2 separate regions of the Anser cygnoides genome follow, and region 2 is linked to region 1. The links are chromatin contacts, called in public Hi-C maps. All regions are on one chromosome and are shown on one strand. The core of a region is the stretch at or near the end of the contact, and the rest is flanking DNA. Distances in the headings are between cores, read along the strand shown. Region 1 has its middle 9.7 kb from the start of AGFG1. Region 2 holds the start of MFF (mitochondrial fission factor).

Region 1 (3,812 bases), core at 1,138-3,637:
ATGTTTAGGGTGACAAAGTAACAGAAAAATTTGTAGAAATAACTCCAACATCAGAAATTTTTAAGGATGAAAAGTCTGGAGAAAATGGCTTCATTTGTTGAATGCTAGTTGAATGCTAATGATGATTATTCTCTTTAATATCAAGAGATAGGAGCTGAGAATGTTTACAAAATAACATTATTTATAGTCCCACCAGAAATAAAATTGTTGCCTAATCTAAATCTGTGTAGCTGACGGCTGCTTCTGCCATTTCGCAGACCTCCCGCCTCAAGCCACAGCTGTGGCAGTGAGCTCAACACGGCCACTGGGATAATTTCCTCAGCCTCTCCTCACTAGGGGACTGATGGCTTTTGAATGGAGTGATTTAAGCATCATTTTCTATTTATTATACCAGAGTACAGTTCAGTTTTGCTTTTATGTTTCTTTTGCAATGGAAATATTTGTTAAATGTTTCATTTCTCCCCCAGATATTGTGAGATGTTTTTTCAGCATGTTTTCAACCAGGCAGGCATGTTCAACACCCTGCATTGCCCAGCCAAGGAGACAGCATTTGGGGGGACGATGACATTCCCATCGACAGCTAGTGGATCCACACACAGGTCAGGAGAAGTCATTATTGCTCCTATTGCTGCTTTTACTGCTTTAGGGAGAACACTGGTGAGATGCCCCCACCCATAGTTTCACATCCAGGCCCTTGGCACTGCCTGTTTTGTTCTCCCAGCCGCTGGGAACCGGCACAGCGACGCGGTGCCCTGTGACTGCGGACAAGGTTCCCGACTCAGCCTGTGTGCAGCGTTAATAGAGGCGGGCCGATAAACTTCATGGAAGTCTGGACCAGTAGCAAAACCATTGGCTGTTCCCTGGTTTCAGAGGTAGGTAAACTATTTTATGGTTTATTTCTTTGAAAGATTCTTTCTGTTTGTCGGTTCTTGGTTGGGTATTTCAACTCCCTGCTGCAAGGTTGGCTTTAAGATCAAGTATTTAGGAGATGATCATGGGCCGAACTGAATTTGGTTGATCTCCTTACTCCAAGAGAGAAAAAAACAGGCAATTTAAAATAAGTTTGAGCTTTTTTCTTGACTGGATTACTATAATCATCACTTTCTAGTAAACCAAAACTAGGTCAGGAACTAGGTAAAAATATTTTTTTTTAAGTATGATAAAATTTGGGATAAGCTTCAAAACTTTCCTTTAAAGAAGAATCCCCCCGATCACAGAAGGGATTTGGTTTTAGTGACAGAATCCACTGCTGCGTTCTGCTGACTCTTACCAGGCTGCTTTTGGAGCCTGCAAAGCACTCTTTTCACACTGCAACAGCATGTTGATTTTTTCGAAGCATATCAATACATCGTTTCAACACGAAGATGTCATTCCAAAGAGTTTATGCTGACAAGGAGTTATTTTGATTTCACTACACAAGGGGATAAAACTCCCTGCAGAGAGGACCGAGGGCAGTTACGGGCATTGCCTGCACTGCTGAGGGGCTCTCCCTGAAGGCAGAAAACATGGGGCGCTCTGGAGCACAGCTGGGACTGAGGACAGTGCTCTGAACATTCATCGACTCTTGGTCTGTAATGAGGATGAACTAGAAAGAACTAAACCCTCTGACGGGTGGGTTTGTGCGGCGGTCAGTGATGGAAAGAGAAGGAGCGTAAAACAAGACTTTACCCTGGTTAACGTCTAGGTCAGCTCATATTGATTTTTTGAGCTGTAAAACCTGAAACTTCAATAACTACCATGAAACCTTTCTCTGTTAATCATTAGTGAGCTTAAATTGCTTTGGTGTGGTGTTTTTTCAGTTTGTTTTTCCTTTTTTTTTTAAGCATGGTTATGCTCATAATCCCCACAGAATCGGGAAAGAGGCGGGCTGGGCCCTGCAGGTAGAGCTAACGGCGGGGTGCTGAGCCACAGCTGATCGGCCCCGCTGGGCACACGCCTGCTCTATCTTCTGCCCACATGCGTGCACATTTCAGCTAGGCCTTTATCTGCCTGCACACAAGTACATGCAGGGAGGGAAAATTTAAGCTGGAGGGTAGCTGTGCTATCACGGCAATATTTATAAACTGGTCAAGAATACGTTGAATCTGAAAAAGTGGCCAGCTGGAACTTAAGTAGCAAATACTGAGGTCAGAAACAACCCTACACATAGAGGAGCAGGATGCAAAAAACTTGTGTATTCAGAAATGGGATCTCGATAACTTAGGAAGGTCAACGTGAACTTCGCTCTGGGGAAGCTATACAGACAGTGTCACAACTTCTAACGGTTCTGAGATACTTGATTAAAAGACCTAAGCTGTAAGAAATACTATACTGGCTAATAGCTTCTGAAATACTTTTGTTGCCATATTTGTGATGGTTTATTAACTGTCAGGTTCCTCTTTACTGCCTATTTTCTTCATCCATGGAGAAACATTTTTTTTCTTTTGCTTAAAAATCTCTTGTATGTCGGTGGCTGTATTTCTAAAATTTCTGTGTCTGTGTCAGTAAGGCACTGCTCTTTAATAACTATTGGTCTGAATGGACATTATCCCCAAATTTTCAGTGTGCTGTTTCAGAGTATTTGTTCTATCTCTTCAGTTAAATACCTTGTCCGCAAACCAAACTGAAAAAAAGAAAAAAACAAACAAAAACTAGGTTTTGTTCTGAACACTTATTATTTTCCAGTCCCAAACTGGAAAAGAATACTATTTACTATTGTGCCCACCATGCTTTAATTGCTTTGTTTTGTTTTTTAATTTATTTAAGCAGGTAAGCATTACATTTTAAATATTTTTATGTCATCAAGACAGCTTCTTTTTCATGTGAAGTCTTTTTAGTTAAGCCGGACACTGATAAGCATTTCTCTTTTTCCTTTTGGTTAGGAAAGAGTTTTTCTATTTCAAATACTTTCAAAATCTGCCTTCTTAATTGAAATTCACATATGTTTTTACAAAGAGTGGGCATACCTGTCATTGCCATGTAATCAGACTACATTCTTGAAAGAAACCTTTTTTTTTTCTTCTTTTTTTTTTTTTTTAATCTCTTTGTACCTGCAGCTATGACTTGCAGTATTGAAAAGTCAGCTCAAGGAGAGGAACTGAAGGTGCTCTTGCCATACAGCAGACTGTACAGGAGACCCACATGTGAGGGGATTTACTTTTCATGTTCAGTTAATTATTCTAAACAACAATTAGAGGGTTTGCCCCTTACTTCCAAACTAAATAGCATAGAAAGTGCTAAAATATTACTAGTCTTAGCAGTATTCTTCCCATGTATGGGTTGAGATTAGGTCTCTCCTCCAGAAAACCTCCCTTAAGAGGATATTTGCAGTTACCAAGGATTATCCACATCTATTCACTCCAACTGCATTAACCTTTACGGTGTTCTCCAGGGGATTTTTGTTTGTTGTGCATCTTGTTAGTGCTTTTCTAACACGTTAATGCTGCCAGTGACAAAGCCCTTTTCTCTTGTCCTCCTTGAATAACAGAACTGCAGTTTGCCCATGACAAAGTCTCAGGGATTCATGGAAAAAAAAATATCTTGATAGTATCTCAGACTTAAAAATTACAGTAATGAGAAAAATTAAACTAAATTTGAAGCATCAGGTTTCCCTTTGTCAGTCCACTTCTAAATATTTTTTTTCAGAAACTGGGTGATCAAAGAACTGAGCTTTCCCATATTCATGTTATGTGGCTTATTTTCTTTTGTTCTTCTATTTGAATATCTGGCATCTGAAAGCTCTGTTTCCCAAATTTTCCTATTTCATGTCCACCATCATTACTTTACACTAAGATATTGTTCTTTTTTTCTCACTTCAAATCCAAATTGATATT
Region 2 (3,813 bases), core at 416-2,915, 40 kb before region 1:
TTCTGCAAGGGATATGGTGATGGGCTGGTCACAGTGGTTTTAATCTGGAACATCTGAGCCATGTTCTTCTACTGCTCACGTTCATAGAATCCTGGAATCATTGAATATCCTAAGTCGGAAGGGGCCCATAAGGATCATCAAGTCCAACTCCTGGCTCCACACAATCTACCCCAAAAATTCAGATTCAAAGTCTACCCCAAAATTCAGATCATATGGCTAAGTGCACAGTCCAAACGCTTCTTAAACTCCGATGGGCTTGGTGCCATGACTACATCCCTGGGGAGCCTGTTCCGGTCTTATTCTCTAATGGACTCATACTCAAGAAGCACAGAACATGGGTGGCAAGTTGATGTTGACAATAGTATAGGAGAAAGGGTTGTGAGGACATTAGGGAAAAGTCAGGACAATGAAGAAGGCTGGTAGGGCCCTTGGTGCTCAGGCACTGGGCCACTCACTCCAGCCCAAGGCCCTGGGCCTTGCCCGAGCCCTCCTGTAGGTTGACATGTAGGGTCACAGGTGAAGGACTGCTTTTCAAGTGTGCTTCAAGGGGTTTTATTTTTATTTTTTCCTTTTTTATAAGACAAAATCCTTATTGATAATCTGTAAATCGGATAAAGACTGGGAAAAGTGGTAAAAGCAAGGACCAATGTAGATTTCCTGTTAACACCTGCTCAGGCCAACGATTTGTGTTTTAAGGAGGATACATGTTAAATCATGTATCCGGAGACATATAGCATGTAACTTTCAATGTTATACCACTTTTATTTTTATCTAAAAAGGGCTCGTATTTCAGATCACTTGCCTCTGTGAAACAGTGCTTTTGGCATTTATAAGAACTGAATTAGCAAGCTGCAGACCACGGATCAATAGACACTTCAGTACTTCTGGCATTGAGGCTCATTTTGACCTCTAAAATATAATTGTGACCATTAGTCAAAATATAATGAAAAGCAGAAGCTCTTTTATCCCATTTAAAAATAAATAAATAAATAACTCTGCTTTATATAATAGTATTCTTCATTTTATCTTTCTGGATGGATTTGGAAAATTGCTAAGGAAAGAGAAGAGCTGTGTTTAGGCAGGTTCTGTTGAGTGCGAGCCAGTCTCAGGCAGGGGCACCGACTGCGGCCCCCGGACTGCAGGTACGGCGAGGTGCTGAGGGCAGGGCGCTGCCGTGGTCCCGGCGGGGTGCGAGGAGGGTTCGGGTGTTTTGGGCACGGGGCCACGTGCGTGCTGCACAAGTACTGCACCCGCTGCTGTTGCTGAGCAATTCCGTGTGCTGCTGATTACATGAAACGGCAGGGCCGCCCGCGCGAGGCTGGGCCAGGGGCAGGAGCTGGGGAGGCGCGCGGCGCGTGGCCGCCAGCCGGCCGGCCGCCTCTCCCCCAGCAGCCATGCCCCGAAGCGGCTGGCCTCGCGCCTCCGCGTGTGAGGGCGCCAGCTGCATCGCGCTCTGAGCCACACGTTCCAGCACCGAGCACCTAATTAGGGCCTCGTGCCCCCACATTACGGCAGCACGTTAATTAGCCCTTATCAGTAACGCTGCAAGCGCCCCGCAGGACCAGCTCCCCCTGACGCCTCCGCGCCGCCCTCACTCAAAATGGACGCCGTCGGACCGCCCCGCGCGTGAGGCCTCAGCGGGAAATGCTTCCGCCCTTTTTTTAACCACGTGACGCGCGGCGCCCGGCCCGGCAACCCTTACGGGAGCCCGATGGGGTCAATCCTGCCGGGCTTCGCCTCTTACCTGCCGCTGGGCTGAGGGCGCCGCGCGCCGCTTGACGCCCCGCCGCGGGACCGGCCCGGCCCCGGCCCCGGGCCGCGCGTGGGGGTGAGTGCGGCCCGGCTCCCCCTGCGGCCTCAGCCCGCACGGAGACGGGGCCGGGAGCCCTGACCGGCTGCGGCCCGCCCGGCCCGGCCTCGCCAGGGGCTCTGGCTCCTGCCAGCCCCGGGGGGGACGGGGGGATGCGGGGGGGTAACGGGGGGAGATGGGGGACCCCCGCCAGGCACCCGCAGCCTACCCGCGCGGCCGCTGAGGGCCTGGGCGGCCTCCCCTGCCCGCCCCGCTTTGTCTCCTCGCGTTTCCGTGAGATGCTGCCCGAGCTCCTCTGTGCTCAGCTGTGTCTGCCCTTCCCGTGTCCTGCTCTCAGACCGTGGTTTTATTTCGTCATTTTTCATTTTGTCGGTCTTACACGCTCTTGTGCTTTTATCTCTTCGTTCTTAGGACTCTTCTGTTCTCATTCCTCTTCAGAGTTGTTTAATTCCATAAACATCAACTTTACAGCTCTCTTTCTCTGTGATCTTTTATTTTTCAGAATATATTACTGACACTGTCCCAGAAAACTGCATGACTTCTGTTTATGCTCCCTTTAAACAATTAAATTTTTATTAACAAGCCCCACTCAATTATCATCAGTTTTTTCTTGCAGCAATCTCAGTGCTGTTTGCTTTGCTGTTCCCTTGCAAGAAGGGTTAGAAGTTGAGATCGATGTGGAGAAAGAAAACAATTTTCAATGGCAAGAAGTACAGGAGAGAGGCAGGAGTAGGGAGACATGGAGTTGTTACTCAGTCCTTGGCAAGTACCGGGTGCAGCTGAGCCTGAACAGTAATATTTTATTCATAAGTCATTTATGGGATGATTCTATGGTGCTGTCTGTTTTTGTGTATTTTATCTTACAGCTGGAAGGCAGTTGTCATGCTGACTTATATACTAAGGTGATGCCAAACTTTAGGGAAGCTGTGGTGAGCAGTAAGCACTGTGGTGATGCTTGAGAACAAACGTTAGAGCTGTGTGGGTGTTTCAGAGTAAGAAAGTAAACAAGCTGTCAAAGACCTTTAGTTAAGTCTTGTGAGTGGTAACTATTTTGTATGCTGCTGCCAGTAGACATCCTGGGTACTTTAAGGTCTTGAAATTCATTACTGATACTAATGTTATGATTTTTAATACTTTTTTTTACTACTATTGATCTGGAAATGCTTTATTGATCATAGACTCTCTTTGGAAAGGAAAGGCATATTTTTGGCAAGCAGAATTGCTGAAGACTGTGGTCTTTTTTCATGTCGCTGGCTGACGGGGCTGACCTCTCACAAGAGAGGTGAACATAGCTTGCAAGACCAAAGGGCAGCAACAACAAGAAAAAAACGTGAAATCTACGAGTTACGAAGTGACAGAGCTGCTTGTGCACCTCTTGAGCTACTACAAAGGACATGTATTTTGGAGTGTTTATTGCTAGTGAAAAGGGTTGTTCAAATTCCTGTCGTTTGGTACATACAAACAGTAAGAATTAATACAGATGGATTAAATCAGTGCATAATTTCAGGTATTTTCTTTGTCTTTTTGTGGTAGTGTTTTTTTTAAAGTTTATGCGGAATGGAGACCTCCTCTGTGAGCCCCAGTTCTCTTCGTGTGCTGGAGTGAGTGAGGCTTTGAGATGAGAGAGATTATTTCATTTCATCTGTGGTGATTGGGAGTCTTGAGAATAGCACCGAGGGTCCCAGGATGGATTGCCAAGTGGATCACACTTTTAATATATTGAATTTGTGCATTTAATACAGTCTGACGGCGACCATATCTTTCTGTGTGCTTATTTCTGTTGTCTGCAGATTACTATTGATTTGGGGTTTGATTGATAAATAGGGAAAGTACTGTTTCTGTGTGACGAGGCCAAGCATTAGTCTAATTATAATTACATGAAATTACATTATAATTCATGAAACTATAAACTATTGGAGATGCTGTATTCATTCTGTGCCCAGGAAGGTTGATGGGACTAAGGGTAGCTGGCTTGGTTCGCTTCCGTAGGAAGCGCACTACCT

Evidence for each region. A called contact is a pair of places that touch in the nucleus more often than the background predicts.
Region 2: a contact with region 1 is called in a Hi-C map of liver, with 4 times the contacts expected there. The contact joins the promoter of MFF here to the enhancer-like site in region 1. A contact is called at or near these places in 2 of 7 Hi-C or Micro-C datasets (both in liver).

Annotation. Positions count from the first base shown.
Region 1 is chr9:3,733,841-3,737,652 of Taihu_goose_T2T_genome, reverse strand. No RefSeq gene overlaps it. Among named protein-coding and RNA genes, the nearest start is that of AGFG1, 9.7 kb to the right of the region's middle. Within about 2 kb of position 2,387, at least 2 of the 3 cell types and tissues checked have open chromatin away from gene starts, as enhancers often do. A contact at or near this core is called in liver, where this site is marked.
Region 2 is chr9:3,772,665-3,776,477 of Taihu_goose_T2T_genome, reverse strand. MFF (mitochondrial fission factor) reads left to right here and starts at 1,665. Exons shown (of 10, transcript XM_048063057.2): 1 at 1,665-1,828.